Regions from separate parts of the Triticum aestivum genome. Here regions 2 and 3 are each linked to region 1. Evidence: chromatin contacts called from public Hi-C data. All regions are on one chromosome and are shown on one strand. The core of a region is the stretch at or near the end of the contact, and the rest is flanking DNA. Distances in the headings are between cores, read along the strand shown. Region 1 holds the start of LOC123120344 (protein LEAD-SENSITIVE 1). Region 2 holds the start of LOC123120332 (cytochrome c-type biogenesis ccda-like chloroplastic protein 1). Region 3 holds the start of LOC123120330 (PP2A regulatory subunit TAP46).

Region 1 (3,450 bases), core at 885-3,384:
AGCGAGCCTTCTGGTGTTGCCGTTTTAGCAAGCTCCCCTTCCCCTGGTAGCTCCGGCGAGCCTCCAGGCATTGCCGTCTCCGCCTGTGTGGCCCCTTGAGGAAGAGCAGGAGTGACGTTGTTCACCCAGTGCTCTACAAGCCTTTCCACAGGCACCTTGATCACATCACGGCGAACACCCATGTCTGACACATATCGCCCCACGCAGTACATGCCGCTTGTCACAATTGCCAGACCACTAGCACTAGTTGTCAGGAAACGCAGCGGCGAAGAAGCCACCGCACTGAATGCAGCCGTCAGGGACGCCAGCTGCCCACTGCGCCCAACGCTGTAAGCAGTCTCGACAAGCAGCTCCGTCTTGCAGTATATCGCGAAGTCCTCACAGTTGTTCTTAAACAGGCTATACATGCCAAAGCCATTGTTGAGGAGGTGTTTGGCACGGTGGACAACAAGCTGAGCAGCGTCAGAGGGTGCCATAGTGCAGGTTCCTCCACGTGCTTTGGCAAGGAAGAAAGGGGGCGACACAGCATAGTCGAAGAGGTAGAGACTGCCCCCGTCCAGGAAGCAATCGAGACAGGACATTATGACGCCCTGAGGCTTGATGAGGTGCCCACATTTCTCACAAGGAGGGCCATCCGCCGTAGTCGGCGATGAGCTGAACAGAAACTTGTCTAAAAATGTCCCTGTCCCAATTTCATGTCCAGCCGCTCTCGTAAAATGGATAACCATTCCATCTCCAGCATATATCCCTGAAAAATGGAAGATCAAACTAGTCAGTACTACAGTAGTATTATTTATGACAACATATTAGCACATGTGTACAAGCAAACAAGTCAAGAGAACATCACGAACAAGTATTGCAGTAAGGAGCGTATGCATGGCGAAAACTAGCAAGCATAGGCAGCACGAGCGTGAGCGAAATGCGGCTTGAGAAGGAATATATCAATCTATAAGATGCTATTCAAAGCCCACTAGTCTAACAAACGGCAAAAGCTTTGCAGGCCTTTGTATTACATAGAAAGCAGTCAAAAGCCAAATTACAAATGTACGGGATGGCCAAAGCTTGCAGTCGATTCTTAACAGTCCAGATTGAACAATCACGAGCACAACTTCCGCTATATCTGAGTCACATAAAAGATAAAACTTGCCAACCCCTTCGCTCCAGCCTGACCTGAGTGCTCGCCTCACTGGGATCCTTGATGCCACATCCCACATAGCAGAGGAGATCCCAGACCATGATTACCATGGTGTCGAAAACTCAAGTGTTTCCCTTCCGGATTCGCATCCGCGCCCCATCCACCATGCCTTCAGTGGTGCTGGTGCTGCTGGGTAAAAGGAAAGGTGGCCAATCGTGCTTCGCTGAAGCATAGGCATCCACAGTTGATGAACCCAGACGCACTCGGCGAAGCAAGAATGAGCCGATCCACCGCTGAATAGCAACACTGGCAAGATCATGGTTATTGGGAACAACCCTCCTCATCACTCGACGAAAATCTTCCTCAATCGGGGCCAGCGGGCAAGCCTAAGAAACCATTTAGCCTAATAGTCTGATTCAGAGATGAGGGCATCTATTGTTGCAGGGCGTCTTCAAGGTGAGCCCGGAGGACCAGGCGCGAGATTAATGGTGGCAGGGTGCTTAATTAATCCTCGGCTAATTAACGAACCAATTGATAGAGATAGCTAGGGGGGATTGGTTGGGGCATTGAAGAATGAGGGGATTGGATTACCGACCGTGGTGGGCGTAGATGTAGGCGGTTCTCCACGAGTAGATGTGATCCCCGGCGGCGAGGGCCTCCCGGCCCACCCGATTCGACAGCACCCCCACCATCGACGAATCCAGCACTGGGGTCGAAATCGAAATCGAGTTCCCCAATCTGAAACGGCAGAGATCACCGGGGCTAGAGCATTACGGTCATCCTCGTCGCCTCGGCCCCGAGGTGTCGCTTGCTTAGCGGCAAAGGATGCCCTGGCTGGATGAACGCGGATGGAGACGGCAATCGGTTAGGGCTGGTTGCTTGGTTAGGTTAGGAAGCAAGGGCACGAGGAAAGCAGCCGTTGCTCCCGCGTCCGTGCCCGCGACCGCGACGACCACGACTCTCTTTCTCTCTCGGGTCGGGACTGCTGGTGTTTCCTTTTTTTTTTAGGATCTGCTGGTGTTTCCTTGTCTAGCGCAAATTATACGTGGCCATCCGCCGGGCCAGGCTTGACCAAGCCCGAGGTAGAAAACTCAGGCCTGAGCCCAGCCCGGCCCAGCCATCGGGCCTATTTTTCAGGCCCAAGCCCATCATTACAAAAGTCAGCGGGCCTTGGGTCGGGACTCTTCAGTAAAGCGCAAAAACAGCGGGCCCTGACCGGGCCCGATGTTCGGGCTCAAAACCTAGGCCCAGGCCCGGGGCCAGGCCGGGTTGAGCTTTTTCAGGCCAGGTTGTTCATGGCCAGGACTAAGCGCAATCATCTTTTCATTCATACGCTCTTATGTTTCCTTACGAACAGAGTTTTTTTTTTTCCAAAAATAAGTTTATTTTTTTTTTACAAAAGTAATTTTGGTTGTCAACCTGACGTTGCTAAAATACATTTAATCTTGAGTTTTACTTTAGGAAAGGCGCTCTAAATGTCAAGGTTGTGTGATATATATGCAACCTTGCGTCGGGTAAGATGAACTTGACATCCTTGAAGCTCAGGTCTCTTCTAATGCAAAAGTGCTTAGATGAGATGCTAAACTCATTGAAGTGTTTAACAACTAAAGTCCGCAATGTGTATATGCTTAACTTGTTGTACTTCCTCCGTCCCAAAATAAGTAACTTAACTTTGTACTAGCTTTAGTACGGAGGGAGTACCTAAGCTTTCTTTGTTTAATTATTTAACAACTAAATTCTCTCCAACCTCGCAAAAAAACTAAATTCGCTCATGCATTAGTGAACTTCCTTTATTTAAGTGTTTCGCGCGCTTAGCATTGTTTCTTCTCGGTTATCAAAGTGCTCTCTGTCCTCCTTAATTGCTTTACCATGTTAATTTTTTACTTATTTTTTGCTTATGTGGCATGCTTAACACATGCACACCATGGAGCAATGCGAAGGGCCTTATATATTCTGATCTATGTAAAATCAATGTTGTGTTGACAAAAGGTGAAAAATAAATACTTAATGACGTTGATAGATGATTTCACTAGATTTTGCTACCCGTATTTGTTCAAAACTAAAGATAAGGCTCTACACTACTTTACAATATACAAAAATTAAAAATTAGCTTTAAAATCAAATCAAACGAGTTCATTCAAATCGTAGTGGAGAGTACTTATCAAATGAATTCAACTCATTATGTGAGGACATGGTATTACTCGTGAGAGAACGTCTAAGCATTTACCTTAATTGGTCAAATGGAATTGTCGAACGAAAAAAATTCATATTCTAGCATATTTGATTAACGTCATGTTAAATATTTAGGGTTTATG
Region 2 (2,999 bases), core at 120-2,619, 310 kb after region 1:
TCAGCTCGATCTTTTCCAGAGCCAAAAGCACCTGGAAGATTTTAAAAGATGTGATATATCAATGTCATTAGTGCTAACCAATTCTGGGTCAAAGAGATCATTTCAGAATAGCCACTATACTTGCCTATATATCCTAGAGTCAATGGCAGAACACTGAGTGTACAGGGAGACAAACTAGTTACAAGTCCAGCACCAAAAATTACTGCCAAGCTGGAGAATAGAGGAAAAGGTCAGAAAGAAAAGAGGTATGGATAGGGAGCAGAAAATTAGAGGATGCTGTGTCTACAGCACATTAACTGCAGAGAAAGAAAGCTCACCCTAGTGAAACTGAGAGCAGACAACTGATCCAGAACAGCCTCATTAGCTTGCTGCCCAGCTGAAAATAATAAACCTCCAAACCAATCTCCGATGCTTAAGTCAGCCAAGAGAAGTCCGGATGATCCTAGCTGAACAACAAGAAAAGGTTTGGGGGGATCACTCCATGTAGATAAAGATTTTACCTTCTAGGTTTGCCAAGGGATGCAACAAGCAAGAAACAAGAAACACAGATATAGCCTAGATAGTTTGGAAGCACTTTGCAATAGCGTACAGACTGATTTTGATGCATGGTGTGCTGATTACGGCTTATGAAATTGGCTACGTGTTACACTACTAATCCAAATATCTTTGAAGATATTGATAGTCAAAGTTTGATTTTAGCTAATGCCTAAAACTAACAGCTTCTATAGAACAAGGAGGCATCCAGGAACGATAAGAACAAAACAGATTTGAAGGCCCTCCATGTTGTCTCACCAGAGAATCCCCGAGGTCGGCAGCATTCGCAGCCCCAGCAGCAACCAGACTCCCCACTGAACGCAGAAACAGCAGTATTCTCAGAGCCATTTCATCGAAAACGTTGCCAGCAAGAGATATGAAAAAGAAGTACACAAAAGGTAAGCTTCGAGTTAGTACCGGCCACAGATGACAGCACGATCGGGCGCGGGCGGAGGAGCGACCGCCTCACCTCGGCCCCCGGCCTGGCTCCACGAGTCTCTGCGAATGTTTTTCTCACGGGATTATTTATACGTAAAAACAGCAGATTGGGTGCTAATGGAAGCACGAACACGCGGTTAGCGCGGAGACACACCTGTAGCAGGTGAGGAGGATGGGGTGGAGTTAGCAGCTCGCGCTGGGAGGTGCGGGCGGCGGGAGACCACAGGGCGGGTGCTCATGGCGACGGAGAGCATGGCGGGAGGGCGGAGGTTATCGAGCAGAGGAGAGTGGAGAAGAAGTGTTTTTCGGCTGCGTCGTGCTGAAGCCTGAAAATGGTTGTTGTAACGAAGACAAAAAGTGAGCGTGTGGACAAGAGAAGAGATAGAGCGTGTTGCGTTGCGTGTCTGGTTCACGCCGGTGAAAAAACATTTCTGACAAATACGCATATCATTGCATTGATAGAAAGAACAACAAAATAAAAAAGATACAACATCCTACATACACAAATCGATGTAGGAAACATGACATAAGCAAAAGACAATGTTGCTCAACCCCAAACACAACTACTCCCTCCATTCCTAAATATAAGACGTTTTAGCGGTTCAAATTGAACTATCAAAACGTTTTATATTTAGAAACATATAGAGTACAAAGTTATTCTGAAATTAACATGTTAACACCCTTGGCACCGGCCTTAGCCCAGGATAAAGCCCCATCCTTGATGGTTTGCACGAGCGAGATAAAGGGTTGTGTGTTGTTGAAAATGCAACTGTTTTGATGCCTTCAAATGAGCCATGTCGTTAGCAGAATGATATAAGTAATGTCCTTTTGAATGGTAGCGGATGTAGCGGACGTCATGGATGCCCATTACTGTAGAAAATCATCGTCGTCTGAGGGCAAAGTAGCAGGGATTTTGTACCAGGAGAGGATGTCACATCAGACCTGCCTCGGGAATGGGCAATGGAGAAGAAAGTGTTGCATGGTCTCGACAACTTGATCACAGAAAATACACACTTTGTTGTGTGGGAGGATCGGCTTCACACTCTGCCTCCTGGATCGATCAGAAGCTGCGAGGACCTTCAAATCGAGTTAAGCGCAAATTTCTGAGGTACTTACGTCCAACATGCCGATGCCAGCGACCTGTGTATCATGAAGCAGGGGAAGAACGAGTCAGTATGTAACTATTGGACCCGACGAGATCGTGGACTGCAAGGACGCATAGGCCATTACCGCGTTCAAGCACGGCTCCGATGACGAGTTCCTCGCCCTAGATGAAGCCCAGGACATTGTCGTAGCCAGGTCAGCTATCTACCAGCAGCAGCTTCGCCGCTATCAAGCCCGCGACGTACGAGGTTGGGCATTCAATGTCGAAAATCTCGTTTTACGTCGGTTTTAGGACAAGAAGGGGAAGGACAAATTGTCGCCACCACGGGATGGTCCTTACATCATTGACAAAGTGCTCTCTGGTGGAGCATATCGGATCCGACACGCGGAGAAGGGCTTCCTCGAGCCCTGTCCCTGGAACATTGCCCTGCTATGTCACTTTTACGCGTAGCTCCTTTCATTTATCTTAGTTCAGATTATTGTTTAGCTTGATCCAAACATTATTGTGTGAATTAATGAAGTTTGATTACCCCCAAGTCAGGGTATCTTATATGCTTTTATGCCTTTATTTAATTTGATCGTGCTCGATAATTCGCCCGGTCCGGTTTGCCTGGTTGTTTGATTTTGTCCCTCCATGCCAGACTTGAGGGATGTTACAGCCTTTATTTGAATTTGCGGCAAACTGGCCTAATCGATTTTCTTGTTTAGTCATTTTATCCTTTTTTCTGCCATGATTTTTGACTTGTATATTTGGCCAAGCAGGTTGCCTTGCTTCATCGCGTGTCCTTAGTTCCGCTATATCGGCTATGTTGGCAACGCAAGCGCTGCTTTGTTGCAGCCTCAGTTCGCTTGTTGGTTGTCGAGGGGGTTAAAGTCGAAAGCTAGTCCGCACAATACATGAAGTTGGGTGCAGAAAATTTTAA
Region 3 (3,372 bases), core at 135-2,634, 490 kb after region 1:
ATATGACCTCCTTTGGTTCATAGGAATATTGTAGGAATTCTAAAGGATAGAATTTTAAGAAAAAAAAAATCCTTTGGAGACCGTTGGTTTGTAGAAATGGATCTCTATTCCTATGTAGGATAAGAATCAATTATTTACATTTCAAAGGAAAAAGCATTAGCCGACTCAATGAAAATATTCATGTCCTATGCATCAAATAATGACAATCGATATGTGTATTATCTCACTTACTATAATTTTTCTATTCCTACACTATTTTTATTCTATGAACCAAAGGAGGCTTATAGTTTTAACAACTCATGATAGATTCCAGGGGCATTTTGCAAAATAGATAGATTCTCAATCTCAATCACAACCGTTGGTATCAAATTGGACCATTGGTGGCAGATGAATCGGCATCACCACACCGACTGAGTCGTTAAGAATGGCATATTTGGTTTGCTACTTAAGAAGGGTGCCTCTTTTAAACCTTGTTTGTTGAGCCGTGTTACGCGTCGGCCGACGGATCTTTCCAAAAAATCCGCCGGTCTACGAGGCGTCCAATCTAACGCAATCATCCTGTCAAGCGTCATCGTCACTTTTGCAACATAAGTCGTGTTGCGAGAACCCTTCTGCAACACTAGTCTTATTGCAACAATATTTGTAACGAAGATTGTGTTACAGAATATATTTTTGTAAATGACCCCTTGTTGCAAATCTTTTTTGCTTGCAACAAATGTCTTGTTGTGGAAAGTCCCCGCATCACATTGCTTGCGGTCATGGCCTCGAGCAGGAGCTCAGTCTGGTTGGGGAAGGGGAGATGGTGGTGTTGGAGGCAATGCAGCATGGGGTCGGAGCATCATAGTTGGACGGCGACCGCCGAAGCGGAGCTCCGATGTCCGCGCTCGAGCGGCCATGGCCACTGGTCGCGAGCGGACCCCCGGAGACGGGGAGAGTCGACCTTGTCGGCGTGCTGCCGGCGGCGAGCAGCGGCGGCGGCGTCGAAGCAGCACATGACGGCGTTGGCTTCACGGCGAGCTCGGGAGAGCACGGGACGCAACTGCTCACGAGAGGATTCAGATCCAGATTCAGCAACATCACTCGTTACGGTTGGGGATGGCAACAACGACTCAGTTGCAAAGTTTATTCTAGGTAATACGTTACTCCCGGTCGATCTGATTAAAATTCGATCTGACGGCCCCGGGACCGGCGGAAGCACGTGTCGTTATCAGTCAGGTGATTTGAATCATTTTCCTTGTTTAATACAAAGGGGTTTATAATTCTTAAAGTATACGAAAAAAGAAACATTTGCTTCCCTCGAACATGTAATTCTCTCGAACATTCATCCCCGGTTCTACTCGCCAGATTGGCCACCCCGAGCCACATGTCTTCCCCTGGCCGGCCAGGCCAGGCCAGGCCAGACCAAACCCGACACTTCCATTCCACCATCGTCTTCTTCCGCCCCTCTCCCTCCCGGCGACTCTGCCCTGCTGCCCCTCCTTAGGGTTTTACCCGGCGATCTCCCCCCACCTCCTCTGCCCTCGCTCTTGCCGTGTCGAGGCGCCCGCTGGAAAATGGGGGAGATGGAGGACGTCAGCAACAGGATGGAGACGCAGCTGCGCGTCCACGCGGCGGAGGACGACGCCGATCTCCCGCTCCCCGCCCTCTTCGACAGGGCATCCCACCTCCACTCGCTCGCCTCCAGCTCCTCCATCGACCAGGTTCCCTTAGCTCCTTCCTCCGGATCACCGGCCCTTGGTTGGTTTGCGCGATTCCTCCTCACATGATCGGTTTTGCTTGGGCAGGAAGGGATCCGGAAGGGGGTCGACCTGCTGCGGCGCTGCGACGACATGGTCAGCAAGCTCGGCCTCTTCTCCTCCAACGAGACCAAGGAAGACGTCTCCACCGCCAATCTCAAGTACCTGCTCGTATGGCCACCGTCCCCCTCCTCTCCCTCTCACGCCACATCTGAGGAGTTTCCTCTCCGTTTTATAGCTGGTCCTGGTCCGACCTGTGATTAGGGTGTTTGGTTTCTTCAGGTGCCGTACTACCTTGGGGAAATGACTGAGCAAGTGGAGCAGGAGGACCGGATTCCGGTCCTCAAGGCATCGCAGGACCATTTGAAGGTTAGGTCGTCACGTTACTTGTGCTTGATTTGTCGAGCACTTATCATGCGTGCCTCCTTGTGTGGTGTCAGATCGTTAGATTACCCATTTACCATGTGCTAATCATCCTTGCTGGTGTCTACAGGAGTTCATTTCTGTATGTGAAGCATTGGAGCTTATTCCAGAGGACGAGCTTCAGTTATATAGGCAGGGGCAGTCTGAAACAGGGGCAAACCGAAGAGCACAAAAGGTTTACCTCTGCACCCTAAAATCTTTAGGATTCACTGAATAATTTCCATTTTACAAGAGAATCATGAGCCTTGGGTAGTGTTCGTGTGCGTGTTTGTTGGACCTTGCCTGCGGTGGCGTTGTGTTTGTGTGTAACTTGTTGACTTTGTGCTCGGTGGTTTGCTTTATTTATAAAGCGGGGCGAAAGCCTTTTTCGGTAAGAGAATCATGATAATCTGGGATGCGACCATCATGCTAAGCCTTCAAACTTTGGGATACTTATATCTCTATCTAAGTTCGTTAATTTCATGTAAGTTACTCTGTTGCCTTAATTCTCGAGCTTAGGTTGCCAGGTTCAAGCGGCAAAAGGCTGCAGAAACGAAGCTCCAAGAGATCAAAGAGAGAAAGGAAAGGCGCGGGCGTTCATTGAGAGCAACGGCTTTATCAGCACCTATTGAAGCCGGGGAAGAAGATGATTTGGAGGCTGATGGAGAGGAAGAAAGGGAGGTTAGCATCAGACATCTACTCCCTCCGTTTCTAAATATAAGCCTTTTTAGAGATTCCAATACGGACCACATACGGATGTATATAGACTTACTTTAGAGTGTGGATTCACTCATTTTGCTCCGTATGTAGTCCTATTGGAATCTCTAAAAAGGCTTATATTTAGGAATGGAGAGAGTAGCTAGCATTTTTGCATGGCCTGCTAATAATTTTCGAATCAAACACTGTTTGCTAAACTGGAATGCCAGCATATATACTAAAGCTGTAAGATATCCTTAAAAATATTCCAAAATCTGGAAGTATCTTTCATGTACTAATTAGTTTATAAGGCTCTGTTCAGTTCGACAGGAAATAATTTGATTTACCAAGTTATACTGATTGTCTGGATTTTGATGTGTCCAGCTAGGTTCTTGAAAACCTTCTAGGGGGCGATCAGAATTTTGTAGCACATAACAAGACCATACTAATTTTATTCTTTAGTGCCTGACCTAAAATTTCGCACACTATCAGGTCTTCTAATTTTAATCCTCTCTGTTGTTTTTATGCTATTTAGTTT

The links. A called contact is a pair of places that touch in the nucleus more often than the background predicts.
Region 2: a contact with region 1 is called in a Hi-C map of leaf, with 3 times the contacts expected there. The contact joins the promoter of LOC123120332 here to the promoter of LOC123120344 in region 1. A contact is called at or near these places in 3 of 5 Hi-C or Micro-C datasets (all in leaf).
Region 3: a contact with region 1 is called in a Hi-C map of leaf, with 4 times the contacts expected there. The contact joins the promoter of LOC123120330 here to the promoter of LOC123120344 in region 1. A contact is called at or near these places in 2 of 5 Hi-C or Micro-C datasets (both in leaf).

The regions. Positions count from the first base shown.
Region 1 is chr5D:231,481,786-231,485,235 of IWGSC CS RefSeq v2.1, reverse strand. It overlaps LOC123120344 (protein LEAD-SENSITIVE 1), which reads right to left and starts at 2,134. Exons shown (of 4, transcript XM_044540313.1): 1 at 1,731-2,134; 2 at 1-748. The coding sequence starts at 1,827.
Region 2 is chr5D:231,175,370-231,178,368 of IWGSC CS RefSeq v2.1, reverse strand. LOC123120332 (cytochrome c-type biogenesis ccda-like chloroplastic protein 1) reads right to left here and starts at 1,369. Exons shown (of 12, transcript XM_044540302.1): 1 at 1,127-1,369; 2 at 952-1,032; 3 at 793-848; 4 at 319-446; 5 at 125-210; 6 at 1-31. The coding sequence starts at 1,226.
Region 3 is chr5D:230,995,371-230,998,742 of IWGSC CS RefSeq v2.1, reverse strand. It overlaps LOC123120330 (PP2A regulatory subunit TAP46), which reads left to right and starts at 1,384. Exons shown (of 9, transcript XM_044540300.1): 1 at 1,384-1,700; 2 at 1,785-1,907; 3 at 2,019-2,105; 4 at 2,230-2,334; 5 at 2,658-2,819. The coding sequence starts at 1,554.